3 separate regions of the Sus scrofa genome follow, and all the other regions are linked to region 3. Evidence: chromatin contacts called from public Hi-C data. All regions are on one chromosome and are shown on one strand. The core of a region is the stretch at or near the end of the contact, and the rest is flanking DNA. Distances in the headings are between cores, read along the strand shown. Region 1 has its middle 44 kb from the start of CTLA4. Region 2 has its middle 72 kb from the start of CD28. Region 3 has its middle 48 kb from the start of RAPH1.

Region 1 (3,993 bases), core at 50-2,549, 190 kb after region 3:
TGGATGTCTATAATTCACCTCAACTCTTGACACTATATACCTGGAGTAGCATCAGATCCCCAGGTTAAAGAACTGCACCCTCTCCAGATGCCAGTTTCAAGTTCCAGGCTACCTGGTTAACTAGCTCTAAATTGGAGGGTTCCTATGACCACTGCCCCCCCCCCCGCCCCCTGACAACCAGGTTTGGCAATTTGCCAGAATGGCTCACAGATCCAGGAAAACTTTGCTTATATTTACAGATTTGCTATAAAGGATACAAATCAGGAACAACCACATGGAAGAAAGGCAAAGGGCAAGTTGTGAGATGAGTGGGGTATGGAACCAGCAATGCCTACACCATCTGCAGGCGCTCTGCCTTCTCTGATGCATGGATGTATTTACCAGCCAGAAGCTCTCCCAATCTCCTTGCTCAAGGATTCTTAAGACCTTATTTCCAGTCCCTCCCTCCCTTCCTCCAAGATTGGTGAGTGGGACTGAAAGGTCCAACTGTCTGATCACCTGGTTTCTCCTATGATCAGCTCCACCCTAAGGCTATTGAGTGGCCCTACCCTAAGTCACTTTATTAGCATAAACTCAGGTGTGATTGAAAAGGGCTCATGATGAATAAAACAAGACACTCCTATCAGGAAATTCCAAGGGTTTTAGGAGTTCTGTGCCAGGAACCAGGGACAAAGAGCAAGTATATTTATTATTCTATCACAATGTCCAACATGGATCGTGTTCAGCTTTAGCTGGTCCTCTTGTTCTCATGTGGATGAGACTGCGGGGTTACTTTCTGAGCAAAAAATGAGCATGAAGTCTTGAAAGATTTTGATGTTGACTTAAGAAGTTTTCTGTGAATTCTGCCAGAATATCTTGGATGTGGGGCACTGATGACTGAGCAGCTGTGTGGACTGTAGGGAATGTCCACACTGATTTCCAGAAAGGGAGATCTACACTGTTGCCCCAAAGACCTAGATCATAGGACAAAGAACATGGAAAATTGAGTTTTTATGTCTTCTCTTCCGTGGGAGTTCCCTGTTTGGGGCATGGCAGCAAGTGGACCCACAGGGGAGAGGCAGGAGTAGGCAAGCTGCAAAAGAGAGGGACACCAAATACGCGGGTCCCTGTGTGGAGTCCTGGGATCTGAAGCCCCAGGGTGACAGCAGCATGTGTCCATGGACTTGATCTGGACCCTGGGCTTTCTCTGGGGCAGCAGTAGGTCTTGTCCTGGCTTTCTTGGTGCAGCAGGATATTGACACTACTCAGTGGGATGGAGAATGTGGGGCCAGAGGACAGCTGTATGTTCCTGGGAACACACTGTATCTGGTACTGCTGTGAGTGTTGTATGTGTGTGCCAGGATGGCCCCTGTCCCAGGGGGACATCCTCCCGGGGCCTGCAGTGAAATCTTATTTATTCTCATTCCTGTTATTGGAAGGATGTCTAACTTGAAACAGACCACACTGAAATCTGACTCCACAGTATACTCCCAAAGCTGTGTGTTAAGCAAAATTATTTCTTTCTATTTTATCTGGCATTCACACAACTACATCAGAGTTCATGATGTCACTCCAAAGACGCTCCCTGAGGAATCTTGAAGAAGAGTTTTTCTGAATTCTCATAGAAACAAATATTTTAAAGAATAGGTACATCTAATGTTTGTAATCTATGGGAGAGATAGTTTTCTATATCTAGAATTCTAGATTTTTTCCAGAATGTTTGGGATTTTATTATTTTAGTGCATAAAAGTGCATAAAAGATTGTATAAATATTTTTGATTTACATAGGAAAATAAACTCTATTTATGCATGTTGGAATTGTTTTTTTTTTAAAGCAATATTACCTTGGTAATGAAAAATATTTATTATAGGAAGTATTGAAAGCATGTAACACTTGGAATTAATTGGAGTACTGGGTGTGCACATAGCATGACATTTTTATAAATATATAGTTGTTGATGCCTGCATCCAATTCATTTCTGGATCCTTCACAATCCCCACTTGTACTCTATATGTGATACATCCCTGCTAAAATTTTGTTGATTAATTTTTTAAAAGTAAATAGTCTGAACCACTTATTTGCATATCTCTGGAGTTACCTTAACAGAAATGGGAGTCTTATTCAAAACAGACCAAGAGAAAGACCCAAGGGAGCACAGCTTTTCAATTTGTGGTTTCAAATATTCACAGTTCACGGGGGCCTATTGCTTGCTGTCTCTTGACACTTCCCCATTCAGTACAGTACAGTTCATTGCTTTGATCTGATTTCTTTTATGCTCCACCGAACATGTACTTGCAGGCTGAGATGTTAAAAGCCTCCCTTAGGTGGCTGGCTCTCTGGTCTTAAGTCTGAAAAGAAGGAAATATCGCTACTGGCCTAGGACTCCCCAGAAGTGGGACAAGCCCAGCACCAGCTTTCTGAATCTTTATCATCTGCTTAGGCTCTCAGAATCTGTCAGAATTCTTAGTTGAAGGCAATGCAAACAGATATGATTTATTAAAATGACATTGGGTTGCTTGTCGGGTTGCTGGCAAAATAGTAGAATCGGGCTTAGAGCTACAGGAGCAGGGCAAAATAACCACACCTGTGCCACACAGTGCCACACTGCCACTGCCCTTGCCAGACGCTATGCTCTGTCTCTGATGCAGCAGCACTTCTGCTCCAGGTACGGGATGGGAACAACTTGCAATCAGTGCTGCCATGGAAACACCATCTTGCCAAGAATGCCACCACCTCTGGAGAGAGTCTTCAGAGTGGCTTCTTTGTGCCACTAGCAGCTGATTCACACTCCACAGTGGTTGCCTCTGATTGGTGAGTCCTGGATCCTGGGACTATCAACACTTGCCGGGGATGCCTGGAAAGGAAATACCTGGCATTTCAGTATTTATAGGGGCAAGTGGGCTCTGCCTCCCTTGAAGACTTGTTAGAAAGGCAACTCTTCAAATATAGGCAGGATGTTGACATGGCAGGCAGCCAAAAGGAATGATGACTGTCCATGATATGAACTAAACTATACCAACAGCCCCTCCCCAAGAAAGAAGATCAAAACTTCCTTATACATAGATTATTAATAACCAAACCAGACAAAAACAAAAAGTACTAGTAGTAACCGTGATAGAAAGGAGATATTTTATTCCTTACCTTTGAAAATCCTGGCTACCAGGAGAACAATTTCAAATATAATTGATTAAGATTTACTGTACTAGGAACTTTTAGATTCATCTAAATATCTCCTTTAAGGGAGGTTTGCTTTTTCTTCCCCCTCTTTAGAACTCTATATTATTGGTGGGCTATGGTACTGGATTGGAAGACATCTTTCATTGATGGAGATCTATGATTTGTACATGGGATTCTCTTTCTAGAAACTTCCAAATGGGAGAGCTTCAGTTCTTAAAACCTCTCATGAGGAATGAGGGATCCACTAATTTTTTTTTCTTCTTTTTAGAGCTGCATCTGTGGCATGTGGACGTTTCCAGCTGCCGGCCTGTGCTGTAACCATGGCAATGCCAGACTGAGCTGCATCTGCAACCTACACTGCAGCTCGTGGCAGTGCTGGATCCTTAACCCACTAAGCAGGGGCAGGGATCAAACCTGCATCCTTATGGATACTTGTTGAGTTCGTTACCACTGAGCCACCATGGGAACTTCTGACCCATTAATTTTTTAAAAGACTATTTATTAGAGCAGTTTTAGGTTTGTAGCAAAATTAAGAGGAAGGACAGAGAGTTCCCACATATTCCTCCCCCAACATATATAGCTTCCCTATTATCAGCATCCCCCACCAGTGGGGTACATTTATTTCACCAATGAACCTGTGTGGACACATCATTATTATCCAAACCCACAGCTTACCTTAGGGCCCATCCTTGGTATTTATTCCATGGGTTAGGCCAAACGTGTAATGACATGTACCCATTATTATGCTACTATGTAGAGTATTTCCATTGCCCTCCAAATTTACCATCTATTCATCCCTCCGCCCCCACTATCCACTGATATTTTTATTGTCTCCA
Region 2 (3,702 bases), core at 36-2,535, 160 kb after region 3:
CCTGGTGTATACTGGAGGAAAAAAGTGTTGAATCTTAAAGCTAACCCAACAATTTGCATAACCTCCAGAGGCTGATTATTCTGGGACATTTCCATTTATTTATTTATTTATTTATTTAATAACATAGATGATCTGTCTTTATGACAAAGAGAAGATCTAGAAAAATGGTCTCTGTAGCCATGACACTTTTCCTGCTGTGTGGTTTTCAATCTTTATTAGACACTACAGTGTGAATATTCAAACCGATATTCTTGGGAATTGTGAATTTCTGCAGGAAAGCAAGGATCAAGATGGATTTCCAAATGAAAGATACTGTTGTCATTTATTAGTTTATTAGCTTATTCATTTGGAGATTCCTCCAAAGAATCTCATTTTGGGAGTTCCCGTTGTGGCTGAGTGGTTAACAATCCAACTAGTAACCATGGCAACAGGGGTTTGATCCCTGGCCTTGCTCAGTGGGTTAAGGATCTGGCATTGCTGTGGCTGTGGTGCAGGCTGGTGGCTGTAGCTCCCATTCGACCCCTAGCCTGGGAACATCCATATGCCACGGGTGTGGCCCTAAAAAGACAAAGAAAAAAGAACCCAAAAGAATCCCATTTTATGCAGAGCCACAGAGACAGATGACGCAAATCTAAATATTTTCATATTTAATGTAAAGACTAGTGGTAAACACACTGTTGGCTTATTTTATGACCATGAATCAATTGCTCAGGAAACAATCCTTCAGTTGAATAAAGGAAAAGGGGTAGCATCTCCACGAGCCAGTTCAAATAATGAATTGATTGCCCCGCCACCCTTCTTTATCCTGTAGGAAAGTAGCCTGCAGAAAGGACAAGCAGGCACACTCTCGAAGCAAGCCAAGGGACACAAAAAGCAAACCAGCTGAATAGTATCTCCACTGAAGTCACTCCTATCTTTCCAATTCAGGATCTTGGGGGAATTTTTCTGTATATCTCCTGACAGACCCAAATAAACAGGAATACCAGGAAGAGTTTGTTCAGAGAGGTTAGTTTCAGTTTTCCAGTTTCTTGGAATTGATGGCCAGTGTTATTCCCTTCCACATGATGATTCACCCCTCCAACCCCCTCCTTTCTCTTTGGCTTCATTTCTCATTAGCGTAAGAGCTGGATAAAATATGTGTTGCATTGGAGTCAGATTAAATCAATCAACCAGCCAAAATGTGTTTATTAACTATTCAGAAAATGGCCTGTGCTGGGTTCTGTGCTGGGATCATGTGGAAGTGCCAGCCACGATCCTTTTCAATAGAAACGTAGATTTTTCTGTTCAAGATCATTAGGGTCCTTCTGTTCTAGCCAAGTCCATTCCCTTGCTGTCCATACACAGGACTCAGATTTCGTCCTCTGGAAAATTGCTGGGCTTGGACCTGAAATGCCTTCCCCACATCATTCTGGCAATTCATATTTTTCCAAGAATAGCTCAAAATTCAGGTCTTTCTAAAAGACTTTACAGATGAAACTTATCCCACTTTTATTTTTCTGTGTCACCTCTGCAGCTATGTTAGTTCCCAATCTGTATGTTCTTTGCGGATTCTTTGAATATGGACCATATCCATTATGGTGTCTCAAGTGTTTAAAAAAGCCCATTAAGGAAGTCCATAACATGATAACTACATAGCTCTATTTATTTTTAGTAACAGGGTTGATCTAAAAACTCATCCTGCCATTATTGGAAATAAAAGTATGACTGTCTTTTAAGCTTCTCCCTCTTGTGACATTATCTCTTTATCACCTTTTCCACAGAACGGTATCTTTTGCTTGAGGAGTAATAACAAGAAGCTTCTAAGAATTTGGTAGTACTTTGAAACAAATTTGTCTAAAAATTTCTTCAAAGATAATTTATATGAATATACTTGTCAACAGCATCTTTGTAATTGATGCTACATCAGAGAAAGTTAACCACACTTGTATCTGTGGATTGGGCACCCATTGGCATAGTTCCCCAAGCTCTTGGGGAATTTTCTGCCCTCTGACTGGGAAGCACTGGTTTAAAATATATGTCCTTTGACTGAACTTAGTGGAGTCGTATGGCACAATTTTAGAGGGACTCATATCAAGACAAGTGCCAGACCTTGTAAGATAATCTTTTAACTTTAAATTTAGGCTCTGAATTTTATTTCCTTATTTACTTCTTAATTTTCTTTCTCTGTTCCTCTCTCCTCCTTCCTTCCTTTCTTTTCTTTTTCCTCTTATATGCTTAATTGAATGTCTTGACCCTTTTTTAAAATTATTACTAAAGCATAGTTGATTTATAATATTGTGCCGATTTCTGCTGCACAGCAAAGTGAGCCAGTCATACATATAAATACATATATATGATATATATATATATATCTTCCAAAATGGAGCTCTTTGAATGATATATTAAGTCCAGCTCATTTTGGCTAATGCTAAAGGCAGACTTGAACCTTGTAAATAAGAGTAATAATCGTTTGCGCAAGGTTTACCATGTGTTAGACAAAAGCTTTACATGTATTAGCTCATTTAGCTCTTATTCCTCTAGGAGGTAACTATTGTTATAATAATAATAATTATTAGTATTATCCCCTTTTCCCTGTCACTCTGTATCCAGATTCTCTTAACTTCATTATCCAGGTTGACCTTCAGCCTGCAGATATATCCATTGTTAAAAAGCAACAATCCAGCTCCTAGTTCTGTTTCAAGGTTCCCAACCATCATGAATGTGTGTTTACTCCCTGTCATCATCTGCTTCTCTTCTATCCCCCAAAATGTACTTGAGGCTCTTTCCAAAGATGTGATGGCTAAAGTTTATTTAGGGAGTCATGGCCTGGGTTTTATTCTTGGGTCAGATGCTCTGACTTCCAAACGTATGTTCCGTAGGCAGTGCTGAAGTTCATTCTGAAGATTGTCCTGTGGCCCAGGTGTAAGAGCAGCTGAGATCAACCTCAGGCTGATTTCCACCTACTGCTCTTTATGAGGGGAACAGTAATAACTCTGGATGATCATAGGGCAGGTCCGTGAATACTTTTTGACACCATCTTTACCATCTTTACTGTAACTACAATAACAAGTTTCTCAACTATATTTTAATATCTGACTATGGCAAAATGATGCCCAAGCTAACATTAATAAATTAATTCATTGAGGGGCAAAACACTGTTTGTGAATTTCTGAAGGGTAATTTAATCTAAGGATAAATGTTTGGCGTAAACAGTGCAGTGAAGTAGTTCTTCCAAATATTACATCTCGATAAGTGAATTCCAGATAAGAGAAGATGTTTTATGCTGCCCATTGCTTTTAAGGCAGTGGGGAGCTGGAGAAACTTGCCAAGGACTTTTATTTATTTATTTATTTTGTCTTTTTGCCATTTCTTGGGCTGCTCCCACGGCATATGGAGGTTCCCAGGCTAGGGGTCTAATCGGAGCTGTAGCCACCAGCCTACGCCAGAGCCACAGCAACATGGGATCTGAGCCACGTCTGTGACCTACACCACTGCTCATGGCAATGCTGGATCATTAACCCACTGAGCAAGGGCAGGGATTGAACCTGCAACCTGCTGAGGATTTATATTTAAATAGACAGTCAGGAGTTCTTATTGTAGTGCAGCAGAAACGAATCCAACTAGTATCCATGAGGATGTGGATCGATCCCTGTCCTCACTCAGTGGATTGGGGATCTGGTGTTGCTGTGAGTTGTGTAGGTTGCAGAGAGGGCGGGGATCCTG
Region 3 (4,110 bases), core at 64-2,563:
TCAGGAGGCACGTGCAGCTGCTGTAGGAGCACGACTGCACACTGGCCAATCTGACAGTGGCACTGATGTCCCCTCTCAGGTTTTCATGTGGAGGCAAAGAGAAACAGATGCTGCTGTAAGGCACACCCCTCATTCTACTGCACACATAGAAGGGAAAAGCCAGAGGTTCTGATGTCATTGTGCTCCCAGAGGCTTTTTTTTCCTGGATCATTAGTTGCCAAGATCTGGGGTAATCGCGAATTAACCCCTGGAAGGCACCAGATACCTACTTTATTTTGAACATAAGTAAATAAGCCCTTCTTAAAGATTCCTACTCCCCCCACCCGTCTTCTTTTTATGGTGTAGGAACATGCAGATTTCAGTGAGTGGTTTTTCTCTTTGTGTCCTGTCGCGATAGTCTTTTCCATTTCTAGAAGAGACTCCCGTATAAATAAAAATCAAACATTGTTTTGCTATTCCCAATGTCTTTAATACCATCTATTATTTTAATTGGCCTAGTCACTTCAGAATTAAAACAGTAAATGTTCAGTGAAGCTTGCATAAGGGATGCCTGACCCTTGGGAACCTAGAAAAAAGACAAATTCAAATCCATGTAGATTTATCCAAATCACTCATATACTAGCCTAGGTCAGATGCCTTACATTTAACCTCATCCAGTGTTTCATAAAGCTGCCAATTCACCTGCATGTCATCCAGATGTCTTATTTTGGTCTACCAAGGTTCAGACTTGGGTCTGTAAATACTCGCTAATATTTTCTTTAAAACTTTAGCAGATGTTACTGGTAGTCAAAGGACGTCAGCCATAACAGGATGGTCCTTATTACTAACTAGACAACTGGAGTCATCCAGCAGCAGAAGCCAGTGACTGGGAAGTAACTCACCTAAGGCCCTTTCCCTGGTCTTGCCAGTGGCAGGCCAGAGGAACACAGGCAGACTGGGAATTTCCTCTGGGTGGTGTCACAGAAAACCTGGGAGGATTTGCAAGCTGTGGCAGGAGGTGCTGGTTAAGTGGAGATATTAAATGGAGTCACTGTTTAAGTAATTGCGATAAGAACGTGCTTTTAGAGAACAATCAAATCTTTACAGCTTCCAATAGGACATTTGATCTGCTTCCCCATTTCTCTGTTCCCCATTTGAAGAGGGGGCTGGATCTCTGGTTGGTAAGGCCTCCTCCCTGAATTTCAGAAGCGCCAAAATAACAAGCAGTGTCGGGCTGGGTGATTTTCCACGTTTGCCCTGTTTAAAGGAAGAAGCTTGTCCTACCGTAAACAGTCATGGGAACTGTTTGCTTTGGATGGGCTTGGTCCACAAGGGCGGAGCAGGGCCTTCTTACTCTGGTTCCTTGCCAAGATGGAAATCTGGTGCCAAGGGCTTCCTAGTCTTGCTGAGGCATTCTCTAATTTGAATAAGTTCGGTCTGAAGTAAGTGTGTTGGGGAGCCTGGGGACAGTAATAGTGGCTTGAAATAAAAATAGTCACTTAAAATAGCAGCTTGTGCTAACCTAGCGTGGAACAGAATTCATGGTCATATCTTGGATGGATTATTTCCTGGATCTGTTTGTGCTCCGCCAACGATTAGCGAAGGCTCTATCCTGAGACTGTACTGTCCATCTATGGAAGTCTTTGGGATGTTTCTACTCTCTTACCTCTATTAAACCTAGAGGATAAGCATTCTGGGTGATTCAGCATAGTCAGGAGCAAATATGCAGTCCATAGTCTCCAAATGGGTATTCAAAGGTGAGGTGGGTGGGGTGGCTGCTAGAAGCCAGTTTTCCATTCCAGTCATTCCATTACTCACTCTATTCAGAGTGGATGATCTGTAGAGCTGTGGTTCTAAGTACTGCCTTGAGTTTGAACCCTGCCTTTACCAATTATTTGCCATGTGCCCTTCCACAAATTGCCTGAGTTCGCCATGCCTCTTTGCCACTGTAAAGTGGGGATTGTCATGAGGTCTCAGTAAATGAATGTAGATGAAGTACTTGGAATAAAACCCAGCACCAAACAAGCACTCAATAAACATTAGCTACTTTTGCTTTTTCCTCTTGAAACGAGTGATGCCTACTGACCTCTGACTCATGGTCTAGCTTGATGGTTCTGGCTGGAGAGGGAAATAAAGGAGAGAGAATAGTGTGTGAATGTGCCTTCTGTCTTCTTTAATGCCTGTGTTTACCCACATCTGTGCACAAAAGCAGAATCAGGCCCACTGAATGCTCAAACATGTATGAAGGTTTCTTTCAGAAATGGTCTTTCTGGCTTTTATGCTATCAGATAGATCAGTTGTGTTTTGAATGAGTCTGTCCTTCCCATGGCTGAATTCAAGCTGTGCTTACTCCAGCTTACTTTACAGTGGTTATGGTGTGCCATTCCTGTAAGATTTTTGACAATGATCTATGGGAACAGTCATTTCTGCACACAAATCATGGTTGACCAAATCCATATATTCTCTCAGATGAGGAGCGCAGAACCTCTAAAATACCACATAGCAAGGGGTGAGCGGGACATTTCCAAGCAACAGATTATTGTACAACAATTTCCTGTGCCCCAGCCTCCTCTGACCTCAGCTGCTTTTTTAAGCGACTGACCCACAGCTCCTGTTATGAGCCACATCCCCACACCTCCCCCACGAAGCTCCATCAGCCACTCCCTGGCTTGGATCCTGGCTTCCTTTTGTCACACAGAAGATCACGTTGATTGAACTTGGTGTCCCCTTGTTACTCCCTTTGTCAAGGGCCCTGCAGTCCCTGGTGTTTGTGTGTTTAATATGCCTGGCAAGTATTCATTTGTTCACTCATTTATTCATGCATCTGTCCATCCATCTATCAGGCATTTATTAGGAACCACTAGGTACTAGGCATTGCAGTAGGCACTGGAAACGCAAAGATTATCCAAGTTCTCTATGGCAGGGACCGTAGCTTAGACTCTAGAGGGGGAGAGAAACACAAATGGTTCAGAAAAAAAGGTAGCAAAACTGTGTGGGGCAATGGTTAGAAACATGAGCTTTGAGCCTGGGTGCTTGGATCCAAATTCTTGCTCTGCTTCTCCCAGGCTGTGTGCCCTTGCACAAGTTACTTCACTTCTCTATGTCTAGTTCCCTAGTTCCCTTCTTGTAAAATAGGTAGCATCATTGTACCTACTTCATAGGGTCGTTATAGGAGTTAATATTTAGGAACTATGTAAAAGAATGCCTGAAATATAGTAAATGCTCTCTGGGGTTAAATAAATAAGTGCAACCACAGAGATACACAGGAATCTGGTTGGAGCAGCTAGTCCCATTGGCAAGATCAAAAGTTTGTTTCCTCTCAGCTCTGCGCCAGGTTTGAGGACCTCTTCCAACTCAGGAGAGTAGGAAAAAAAAAAAAAAAAACCAAAACAAGCCTGGTCGCTTTGGCTGTTGGGCATCAGGACCACTTTCAGTGCAGGCCAATATGTCCTGATCTTGTGCCTTATTTCCAGAAATGAGACTTTTGCTCTGTTTTTTGGACCAAACTTCTATCTTGTATCTTGGTCATGGTGACTGAGTCTTTGTCCTATTTTCCTGCATCCTTAGTTTCTGCCTGACTCTCTGGTCAAGGCTTCATTCAGCTCTTTCAGAGCAGAGGTTATGCCTTGCCCTTGCGGGTTTGCCCTTGAACACTGTTCTCCAAGCAGGATTCCAGCCACCAGCAGCCAGGCTTTCCTGGGGCCTGGATCTCTGAACATGACCTGCTCTAGGATGCCCCATGGCTGTTTCGCTCTCCCAACTACTCCAGGCCCTGCCCACGCAGCTGGTCTCTCTCAAGTGCCTGTTTCCCGGGCGTCTGCCTGGCCTTCAAAGGCAGGTGTTTAGTCTCATTCTTATCATCTTACTTAAGGGCTGTTCTGCCACCCCTTCATCTTTTTACTGACAGAAAGAAAATGGTAAGGAAGAAGGGCTGAGTCGGGTATTCTCTGTGTTGCTCATGAAGTGACCTGCTGGTTGAAAGGGACTTGTGGGGGGCAAGGGTTTTTATGTCCTAGGAGGCAGCTGTAATCAATAACTGCACTGGCAAAAGTCTGCTTAAGACAAGGTTGCCCATCTATAAAGCTTGCTACTTGGAGATTTTCTCTTCTTGATGACCGAGTTCAGGCAATT

Evidence for each region. Hi-C and Micro-C count contacts between places; a contact is called where the count stands out from the background.
Region 1: a Hi-C map of skeletal muscle shows a contact between it and region 3, with 7 times the contacts expected there. The contact joins two enhancer-like sites. A contact is called at or near these places in 5 of 47 Hi-C or Micro-C datasets (heart right ventricle, liver and skeletal muscle) and 1 of 2 datasets of contacts at active chromatin or transcription factors (skeletal muscle).
Region 2: a Hi-C map of skeletal muscle shows a contact between it and region 3, with 6 times the contacts expected there. The contact joins two enhancer-like sites. A contact is called at or near these places in 6 of 47 Hi-C or Micro-C datasets (embryonic fibroblasts, fetal heart ventricle, heart right ventricle and 3 more) and 1 of 2 datasets of contacts at active chromatin or transcription factors (skeletal muscle).

Annotation. Positions count from the first base shown.
Region 1 is chr15:107,236,607-107,240,599 of Sscrofa11.1, forward strand. No RefSeq gene overlaps it. Among named protein-coding and RNA genes, the nearest start is that of CTLA4, 44 kb to the right of the region's middle. Within about 2 kb of position 1,300, at least 17 of the 83 cell types and tissues checked have an H3K27ac peak or open chromatin away from gene starts, as enhancers often do. A contact at or near this core is called in skeletal muscle, where this site is marked.
Region 2 is chr15:107,198,621-107,202,322 of Sscrofa11.1, forward strand. No RefSeq gene overlaps it. Among named protein-coding and RNA genes, the nearest start is that of CD28, 72 kb to the left of the region's middle. Within about 2 kb of position 1,286, at least 14 of the 83 cell types and tissues checked have an H3K27ac peak or open chromatin away from gene starts, as enhancers often do. A contact at or near this core is called in mesenteric adipose tissue, skeletal muscle and subcutaneous adipose tissue, where this site is marked.
Region 3 is chr15:107,043,343-107,047,452 of Sscrofa11.1, forward strand. No RefSeq gene overlaps it. Among named protein-coding and RNA genes, the nearest start is that of RAPH1, 48 kb to the left of the region's middle. Within about 2 kb of position 1,314, at least 27 of the 83 cell types and tissues checked have an H3K27ac peak or open chromatin away from gene starts, as enhancers often do. A contact at or near this core is called in mesenteric adipose tissue, skeletal muscle and subcutaneous adipose tissue, where this site is marked.